Regions from separate parts of the Mus musculus genome. Here regions 1 and 2 are each linked to region 3. Evidence: chromatin contacts called from public HiChIP or PLAC-seq data. All regions are on one chromosome and are shown on one strand. Each heading gives the region's core, a stretch centred on a gene start, on an enhancer-like site or on the middle of the called end of the contact. The rest is flanking DNA. Distances are from core to core; before and after follow the strand shown.

Region 1 (2,890 bases), core at 365-2,864, 79 kb before region 3:
AATATGCTACTGCGTTTTATTTTCTATGGAATGTTTCCCTGGTTTGCACTTGGTACCTCTTTTTCTTCAGTGTTGGGATCAAATCCATGACCTCTCAGGCCCTGAGCCCCAGTCGATGTCGCAATACCTTAGGTGTAGAGTGCACAACCCTTGAGGATGCTACTGGCAGGGGATGCTTAATAAATAGATAATCCATGAATGAGTATCAGCAGATTTACTTTGAAAAATTTACTCTTTTTTATTTTTTTTAATACTATGTGTATTGGGTATTTTGCCTGCCTGTATGTAAGTGTACCCTGTGCTTGCCCGATGCCCACGGAGACCAGAAAAGGGCATCAGATCCATGGAACTGGAGTGGTGAGCTGCTGTGTGGGCTCTGAGAATGGAATCCGGATCCTCCAGAAAAGCAGCCAGTGCTCTGGGTCACTAAGCTATCTTTCCTGGTCTCGATCAGATCATTTAAAATAGTGCTCTCAATGCTGGCAAACATAGGGAATAGATTAGCAACCTAGGACTCCACTTGGTTTGGGTCAGGAATTCCCACCCCTCTTCTGATAACATAGTTAGCAGACTGGTTTCTTTTCCTACATATACTATTTGCACATATACATCTCAGAATAGTTCACCTAGCACCCCCTCACTTGCAATGACCTATATCATACACCCCTCTCTAAGCAATAGCATCAGTTTCTCCTCCCCTACCAAGAATCAAGTCTAGACAATTTCTATTTAAATATATTCCCAATGTACCCACATACAGAGAATAAAAAGGCTGATTTGGGCTGCCCTGCTTTGGGGTGCTTGAGAAATAAGGCAAAACTGTGTCTTCAAGCGAACTTTGAGGGAGAATCCGTTCATCAGCTTATACCTATGCAAAATCAGGCAGGCATACGGTTAAAACAAGAGGCATTATGGGTAAGGACATGATCAGCAGAAAAATGGTCATTTGATCGAATCTGTCAACCAAAACAAAACCACGGCACTACGGTCCTTCTCTGAACATTCCGTGGAAGCCTCCTGAACGTTAAAGAAGTGTTGCTCAAGGTACATACATATCAGTGCACCACATAAGTCAATGCCCTAGTCAGGGATGCTGGTGCGTGCCTGTCTGCCCAGGCCGTGGAAGGATGAGGCAGAAGGATTGTAAGTTGAAAGGTTGAAAGCCTCTCTGGGTTATGTAATGAATGAGACCCTATCTCAAAAAAAAAAAAAAAAAAGTGGGAGGAGAATAAATACTTAAAATAAAATAATAAAACAGTGCTCTCTCTCTCTCCCCCACTTCACATTGTCCCTAGCGTTAATAAATACCCAATGCATGTTTCATCCATCCAACCAACCTACATTTAAGACAAACACTATGAGTAGTGTGCTCAGTACTGGTACTCAAAAGAAGATGCAGGAAAGAAAGTAGAAAGCTGCAGAATTACTTTGATGTCAGCCTTCGGCGGGCCAGCCAGGCGCATACAAACTCCATTTTGGCTTGTACATGGCCAGTTACTTCCACCAGGGGGTGTTCAGGGATAGAAGAAAAGATGCAGGTGCTGGAGGGACCATTGCCACCCCCCAGACCTGGCCCCTCCCCAGGGCTCCTGGAGGACACTTCCTTAGGCCTGTCCAGCCTCACCTCATCCTTGGACTGTGGCTCCTCCACAGTCATGCTTCCTGCTTTGGCCCTGGCTCCTCTCCTCTCCCTCACCCCATTTGACTCACTCAGACTTTCACCCACGAGCCACTCCTGCCAAGCACTGGCTTCAGTTAATCTCTCCTCACCTGGAAGCAGCTCTTAGGATATCCTAACATTCTGCAGAGCTGGAGAGACAGCTCACAAGTACCTATAACTCTGGGTCCAGGGTATCTGATATCCTCCTCTGGCCTTTGCAGACACTCACATACACCCACACATGCACATAAACAAACAAACAGAAAATAATGTTCTATATAACTTAATTTCTGCACTGTTGGTTTCAGCTCAGAAGGGATTGCTTTTGTGAGCAAGGATTTTTGTTTTATTAGCTGATCTACTCCATTTCTAAAGCAATAGCAAGGTGTAGAACCCAATAAACATCTATTAGTTTTTTGTTTTGTTTTCTTTCTTAACATATGGGTATTTATTGAAAACATTCATCAGTCCCTGTGACCATACAAAGGGAGATGGCTTTTATGAGAATGTACATTGTTTGAACTTTGCCATTTCTAATAGACACAGCTGGGCTGAGCACTGTGCATGAATAACTAGAACTCAGAGTATCTGGGCACTGAGCAAATGCATAAACTCAGCTGGGGAGCTAGGAGCCTTGGCCATATCCCCAACCACCCACCACCACCACCCACACCTGCCCTCACTAGCAGGGAGGGCCTGCCACACCTTCCCAGGCTGTGTGGCCTCGGGGGAAAGTCCCTGAACTCCAGGTGTTCTCATTCCATATAAAGGAGGCACAAAATTCCTGGAAAGTTGGAGCTTATGTTACTGCATCTTTGCTAGAAGATCTTCTCAGACAAGAAGCTGGTAGCGTTTAGTCTCTCAGAGGCTGGAGAAGGCCATGGAGGGTCTGACTACACAAAACCTGAAACAGAATTTAAGGTCCTCGGCTACTCAGTGAGTTGGAGGCTAGCCTGGGACACATGAGACCCATCTCAAAAACAAAGCAAAACAAATCCAACCGATCAGTTAAAACTTGCTTCCCTCCACTAAAAAGTACTAGAAGTTCCTCAGGCGCCTAGAAGTTAGAAGAATTACTGAGATCTGCTCAGAGAACTCTTTTAAATTAAATGGGAGGAGAGAAAGGTGTGAAATAATATATAATCCTTAATCCTTCCTAGCAGTACATAGAGAAGTTCCTGCATACTCCAAAGTGAAGGGGCATACCCTTGGCAGAGATGGCTCATTTCC
Region 2 (2,774 bases), core at 274-2,773, 84 kb after region 3:
TTTTATTTTTATTTTATGTGTTTTGTCTGCATGTATGTCTCTGTCAGGGTGTCAGATCTTGGAGTTATAGACAGTTGTGAGCTGCCATGTAGGTGCTGGGAATTAAACCCTGGGTCTTTAGACTCCTAACTGCTGAGCCATCTCTCCAGCTCCTATGAATTCATAACAATGTGTACATTAGCATTTTTTTTATCTTTAAGTTAGTTTAAATGTCAATATTTTAGGCAGAAGATTCTGGGTCCCTCCTTCCTCCAGGGTTTCTTTGTGTAGCCCTGGCTGTTTTGGAACTTGTTCTGTAGAGCAGGCTGATCTCAACTCTCACGCATCTGCCTGCCTCTGCCTCTCAGAGTGCTGGGATTAAAGGTATATGCCCCTACTGTCTAGCATTTCTGGGTCTTTTAAAAAAAGATTTATTTATTATTATAATCTAAGTATACTATAGCTGTCTTCCGGTGTACTAGGAGAGGGTGTCAGATCCCATTACAGTTGGTTGTGAACCACCATGTGGTTGATGGAACTTGAACTCAGGACCTTCAGAAGAGCAGTCAGTGCTCTTAACCGCCAAGCCATCTTTCTCCAGCCCCTGTTTCTGGGTCTTAATGTGGCTGATGACAATGATGTAGCTCAGGATTAACTTAATTGCTTACTGATATATGCCGTGTGCTACCTGTGATTCTTAGCTATGGAATTAAGCTTTCACTGAAGTCCAAAACAAGTCTGAGGTCAAGTGTCAATGGGACCAGGGCTTGGTGGGCTTGGTGAGGCCCATTGTGCCTATTGCTTCTTTTCCTTGAAAAGTTGCCATAAATTTCTGTTATTAGGGAGCATGGAACAAATAGATGGACCTTCAGTGTCGCCAGCTGTCCTGTAGGGAGAAGATGATAGATAGAGAGGGCCTGGTGACAGTTGACAAATATCAACAGAAGGGATGCAAATGTCTCGGGGAGAATAGAATTTGGAAACTGTTTGCCTGCCTGCTTGGGTTCATTTTTCACAGTCCAGTTCAAACTGTGAGGCTCCCTTGAAATGTAAAATAGCCTCGGGGCAGAACCCTGGAGCCAGGAATTTGCATCTGAGTTCAGCTTCTTTCAGATAATAATTACTGTTAGAAGGACCTCTGTGGGTCAATCCGCCACCAATCAATTAGTATTTATGGAAATGTGTTTTCTGTCTAGTCTTCCATTAAATGTTGTGAGCAACAGGAGACAAACTGAACCCTAATCCCCCTGTTGTATTCCTGTTGTCCTGCTGTGTGGGGCCTGGGTAGAGAGTGAGCGATGGGAGCCGGGTGGAGGCGGGAGTCAACACAATTGTTTAATGGTTATTTATTATATCAGTGCTGGGATTTGAACCTAGGGTCTCTGACTAGGCAAGTACTCTACCACTGAACTACATCTCCACAGTTCTCCCCCTGCCCCTTATATAAAATTTGAGACATCACTAAAATCTCCAGGCTAGCCTTGTACTTGGCAGTCCTCCTGTCAGCTTCCACCAGGCTTCCCTGGTTAGGTGTTTCAATGTGAGCCATTGTGGCTCAGGGACAAACTCTCTCTTAGACTTCTCTCCTCCCATTAGTCCCAGTGCCTGACACACCTGGAGTTGTTCCCGTTTATAAAATGTTTTTATAAAATGTTTTTATTGGATAACAGACCAGATGAGTTTCAGTTTGAAATTCCCTAAGCTGCTGTTTAGTTCTCAGGGGCGAGGTGTGTGTGTGTGTGTGTGTGTGTGTGTGTGTGTGTGTGTGTGTGTGTATTTTCCTGTTAACTGTGACCCAGAAGGCTGATGGGTCTGGACCAGGGTGGGTGGCCTTTTCTCCTGACCACTTCATCTGTCTATACCTTGGGGACTGTTTTAAAAGCTCCAGGTGTGGGGGAAAGGAGCGACGGACTCAACCAAAATGGAGTGCAGCACACTTTGATTTAATTTCTCCATAAAGGAAAAGGGCTCCTTTTCGGAACTTTTCTTATGCGAGATTCTGACATGTTGGCCCCATGTACTGTTACTTAGGGCAAAAAGGTAAAAACGAAACAAAAGCAACCCTCCCCCAACCTCAGCCACCCACGGATTTATAAAATTCACAAATAGCACTAAGGTTAGTGTATTTTCAGGTGTGGTACAGGTCTGTAATCTTAGCGGAGGCAGGTGAATTGTCTCTGAGCTTGAGGTCAGTCTGGGCTACACAGTCAATTCTAGAATAGCCTTGTCCATCAACTTCTTTGAAATTTTATTTATTCTGCATTTTGTTATTGTGGATTGTTTTAAAGATTTATATATTTATTTTATGTAGTATTTTATGTACTACGCCTTAGAAGAAGGCATCAGATCTCATTACAGATGGTTGTGAGTGTTCAGCAGTGGTGGCGCATGCCTTTAACCCCAGCACTTGAGAGGCAGAGGCAGACAGATTTCTGAGTTTGAGGCCAGCCTGGTCTACAGAGTGAGTTCCAGGACAGCCAGGGCTACACAGAGAAACCCTGTCTCGAAGGAAAAAAAAAAAAAAAGATGGTTGTGAGCCACCATGTGGTTGCTGGGAATTGAACTCAGGAAGAACAGTCAGTGCCCTTAACCGCTGAGCCATCTCACCAGCCCTGTGGATTGTTTTAAAAATTATGTAGGCTCTCATATAGCCCAGGCTGGGCTTGAGTTTATCTAGCAGCTGAAGATGGCCTTGAACTTCTGACCCTCCCATCTTCATCTCCCAAGCAGGGATTACAGACATGAACCACTGCTCTGGGTTTATGCAGAGCCTGGGATCCCCACCCCCACCCACC
Region 3 (2,777 bases), core at 129-2,628:
CTGGGACTAAAGGCATGCGCCATCACGCCCGGCAAGATGTAAGGATTTTAAAAGAGTAGTTAGACCCTACCTGATGGCCCAGGTCTGTAATTCTAGCCACAGGGGAGGCTGAGAAAGGAAGATTGAAAGTTCAAGGCTAACCAAGGCAATTTAATGAGATCCTTGTTCTAAATAATGAGAAGGCCCGGCAGTGGTGGCCCATGCCTTTAATCCCAGCAACTTAGGAGGCAGAGGCAGGTGGATTTCTGAGTTCGAGGCCAGCCAGGGTTAAACAGAGAAACCCTGTCTTGAGGGAAAAAAACAAAACAAAACAAAAAAAACTCTGTTTCAGTGTCTCCATTTTTAAAATATGACTTCACTCCATAACTGTATTTATTGAGTGCCAGGTACTGTTAGCTGCCAACAGCAATAAAGAGTCAGATGGGTGGTGGATAATCTGATCTAATTACATTATCTCTATATTTAATACACATGCAAACACGGTGTATGTGAGGACACACGAGGATATATATGGATATATATGTGTGTGTGTGTGTGTGTGTGTGTGTGTGTGTGTGTGTATAGTGCGTCTAATGAAATTGTACAAAAAAAAGATTGGAAAAAAAAACCTCTTCCTCTCAACAGCTTAAGTAAAGCCTTTGACAAAGAGTGGTGGCCATGGTGTTGCCCACCTTTAACCTTAGAAGTCTGAAGGCAGAGGCCAGTGCCTCTTGGACTTCAAGGGTAGCCTGGTTTACATATAAGAACTCTAGACCAGCCTAGGCTACGTAGAGAGACACTGTCTCAAAAAGAACAACAACAACAACAACAACAAAAACCCTAAATAAATAAATAAATAAATAAATAAATAAATAAAATGTTAAAGTGGGCATGAAGCGGGTGTTAAGAGAGGCGAAGGACACCACGGTCTGTGCAGTCAGCATTCACCTTAGTTTAGAATTCTGGAGACTTGACAGACACGAAGGAATTAGGCAAGCAGAGAGCATACAGAAGACAAGTGTCAAAGCCAGAAAGGCAGCATATGGGATGAAAGGGCCCTGGTTCCACTGACCCCAGAGCCCTAGTCTTTCTCAACTCTCCCCCGACTTTTACCATCGCTAATGGCCCAAGGGTATGTCCGCAGTTGGTTCTGTCACTACCCGGGAGCAAGCCAGCATTCTCTCCCTTTCATACTGCTCGACCGTCCTAACTCTATAGTTGACCCTGCAATCCATTCCCTTCTGAATCCCTCGAATCATTCCCGTTTCAAACTGCAGCCTGCTCTGGCAGCTGCCCCTCTCTCTCCCTGGGAGTAACAGCCATCCTTCCGGTGAGGCCTGCACAGCCACTCCCTGATGGCTCCTCTCAGCTCCCATCCTATACTCCTCTCCCCACAGGAAGGCACTCTTGGAAACACCACATCTGCTTCTCTTGTTCATGGCCACACCAGTGGTATTTGCACATGTCCTGGCTCCTGGAAGAAGGTACCCAATGTCTGTCAGTGTGGAGAACAGCCTCCCTTTACAGGAAAGGAGGCTGAAAGAATGCCAGAGGCCATGGTTGTAGGAAGTGAGTACCAGAGCACACAGAGGAAGCGTTAAATGGGAAAAAGTGTGGCCAGAAGTGGGGAAGCCGAGAGGGTATGAGGTTTGCGGTAGAATTTGGCTGTTTAGTTGTAGCACAGCAGGTAGACCAAAACCAAAGAGATGGAGCAGTGTTTAATGAGCACACTGTCAACACTCCTGGGTGTCTGGGCATCTGCTGTAAGTCAGCTACTCTTTCTAGATATGCTTGATTGGAGAACTTAGTGCTTTCTTCTTCGCTTTTTGAGGTAGCCTTATTATTTAGGCTGGCCTAGAATTTGCTGTGAAGTCCATGCGAGCCTCGAACTCATGATCCCCCTGCCTCTGCTTCCTAAATGCCTAGATTTCAGGTCTGTACCACCAAGCCTACCACTTAGAATTTAAAGTGTAGTATTGGTGGTTTAGTGGCAGGCATAGCTGCCTTCCAGAGGAAATCTGGTTTCTAATCGTAGGACAGAAAGAATAGTTTACTACTGATTTTATAGAAGCTTTCAAATGCTTTTTCTGTGAACTGCACAGTAAAGAAACTTACGTCGCCTAGTCTGTACACCGTAAACTTACCAAGCTGATATGGAAATATTATGTCTATTATTGACCTCTGATATGATTTATCCTATTTTAATTTTTTTTTAAGAGTGCTGGCTAAAATCCACCAGAAAGTAGCTTATAACTTGAAATTCACAGTCTGAGGTGCTGAAGAGTTCGATTGAGAGAAGGGATGATAAGTGCTGGTCTTCACCCTGCCCTTTCTGTTTGGTGGGGGTGGAGTGGGGATGATAGTGGGGGCAGGTGTGTGTGTGTGTGTGTGTGTGTGTGTGTGTGTGTGTGCGTGCACGCGCGTGTGCCCGCTGGGATTGGAGCCCAGACCTTGTAGATACTTAGCAAGCACTTCACTACTGAACTGTAACCCCCACCCCGCTCCAGCTCATTCTTTATGTTATTTTCAAACAAGATTTCACCAAGTTACCCAGGCTGGCTGTGAATTTGTAATTCTGCCATAATCCTAGAATCCAGAGTAGCTGGATGATAGTCCCGCCATCACCCACCTTATCCTTTTAAAGGGGGAAAGCAAAACCAGACCTTTCATTTGTGACTCCAGCATTTATTTACATCAGTCCTTAGAACAAGGTCTTAATATTGTTTAATGAGGAAGCAAATAATTTGAAGGTCTGTCCCAATTCCTTGTCCTTCCTGTTTCCAAACGTCAGACAGTTG

Evidence for each region. HiChIP or PLAC-seq counts read pairs in DNA pulled down with a chosen protein or histone mark.
Region 1: an H3K27ac HiChIP or PLAC-seq map of embryonic stem cells shows a contact between it and region 3, with 30 read pairs. The contact joins two enhancer-like sites. A contact is called at or near these places in 4 of 39 promoter capture datasets (the HPC-7 cell line, liver and stem cell-derived epiblast-like cells), 3 of 15 datasets of contacts at CTCF or cohesin (CD8 T cells, the NIH/3T3 cell line and large pre-B cells), 14 of 484 Hi-C or Micro-C datasets (B cells, CD4 T cells, CD8 T cells and 8 more) and 10 of 115 datasets of contacts at active chromatin or transcription factors (CD4 single positive thymocytes, CD8 T cells, bone marrow-derived macrophages and 3 more).
Region 2: a contact with region 3 is called in an H3K27ac HiChIP or PLAC-seq map of embryonic stem cells, with 21 read pairs. The contact joins two enhancer-like sites. A contact is called at or near these places in 3 of 39 promoter capture datasets (the HPC-7 cell line, stem cell-derived epiblast-like cells and trophoblast stem cells), 3 of 15 datasets of contacts at CTCF or cohesin (CD8 T cells, embryonic stem cells and large pre-B cells), 27 of 484 Hi-C or Micro-C datasets (B cells, CD4 T cells, CD8 T cells and 9 more), 5 of 115 datasets of contacts at active chromatin or transcription factors (CD8 T cells and embryonic stem cells) and 1 of 9 other capture datasets (embryonic stem cells).

Annotation. Positions count from the first base shown.
Region 1 is chr1:136,563,582-136,566,471 of GRCm38.p6, forward strand. No RefSeq gene overlaps it. Among named protein-coding and RNA genes, the nearest start is that of Zfp281, 60 kb to the right of the region's middle. Within about 2 kb of position 1,615, at least 19 of the 459 cell types and tissues checked have an H3K27ac peak or open chromatin away from gene starts, as enhancers often do. A contact at or near this core is called in embryonic stem cells, where this site is marked.
Region 2 is chr1:136,726,973-136,729,746 of GRCm38.p6, forward strand. No RefSeq gene overlaps it. Among named protein-coding and RNA genes, the nearest start is that of Platr22, 32 kb to the left of the region's middle. Within about 2 kb of position 1,524, at least 12 of the 459 cell types and tissues checked have an H3K27ac peak or open chromatin away from gene starts, as enhancers often do. A contact at or near this core is called in embryonic stem cells, where this site is marked.
Region 3 is chr1:136,643,288-136,646,064 of GRCm38.p6, forward strand. No RefSeq gene overlaps it. Among named protein-coding and RNA genes, the nearest start is that of Gm34056, 18 kb to the right of the region's middle. Within about 2 kb of position 1,379, at least 11 of the 459 cell types and tissues checked have an H3K27ac peak or open chromatin away from gene starts, as enhancers often do. A contact at or near this core is called in embryonic stem cells, where this site is marked.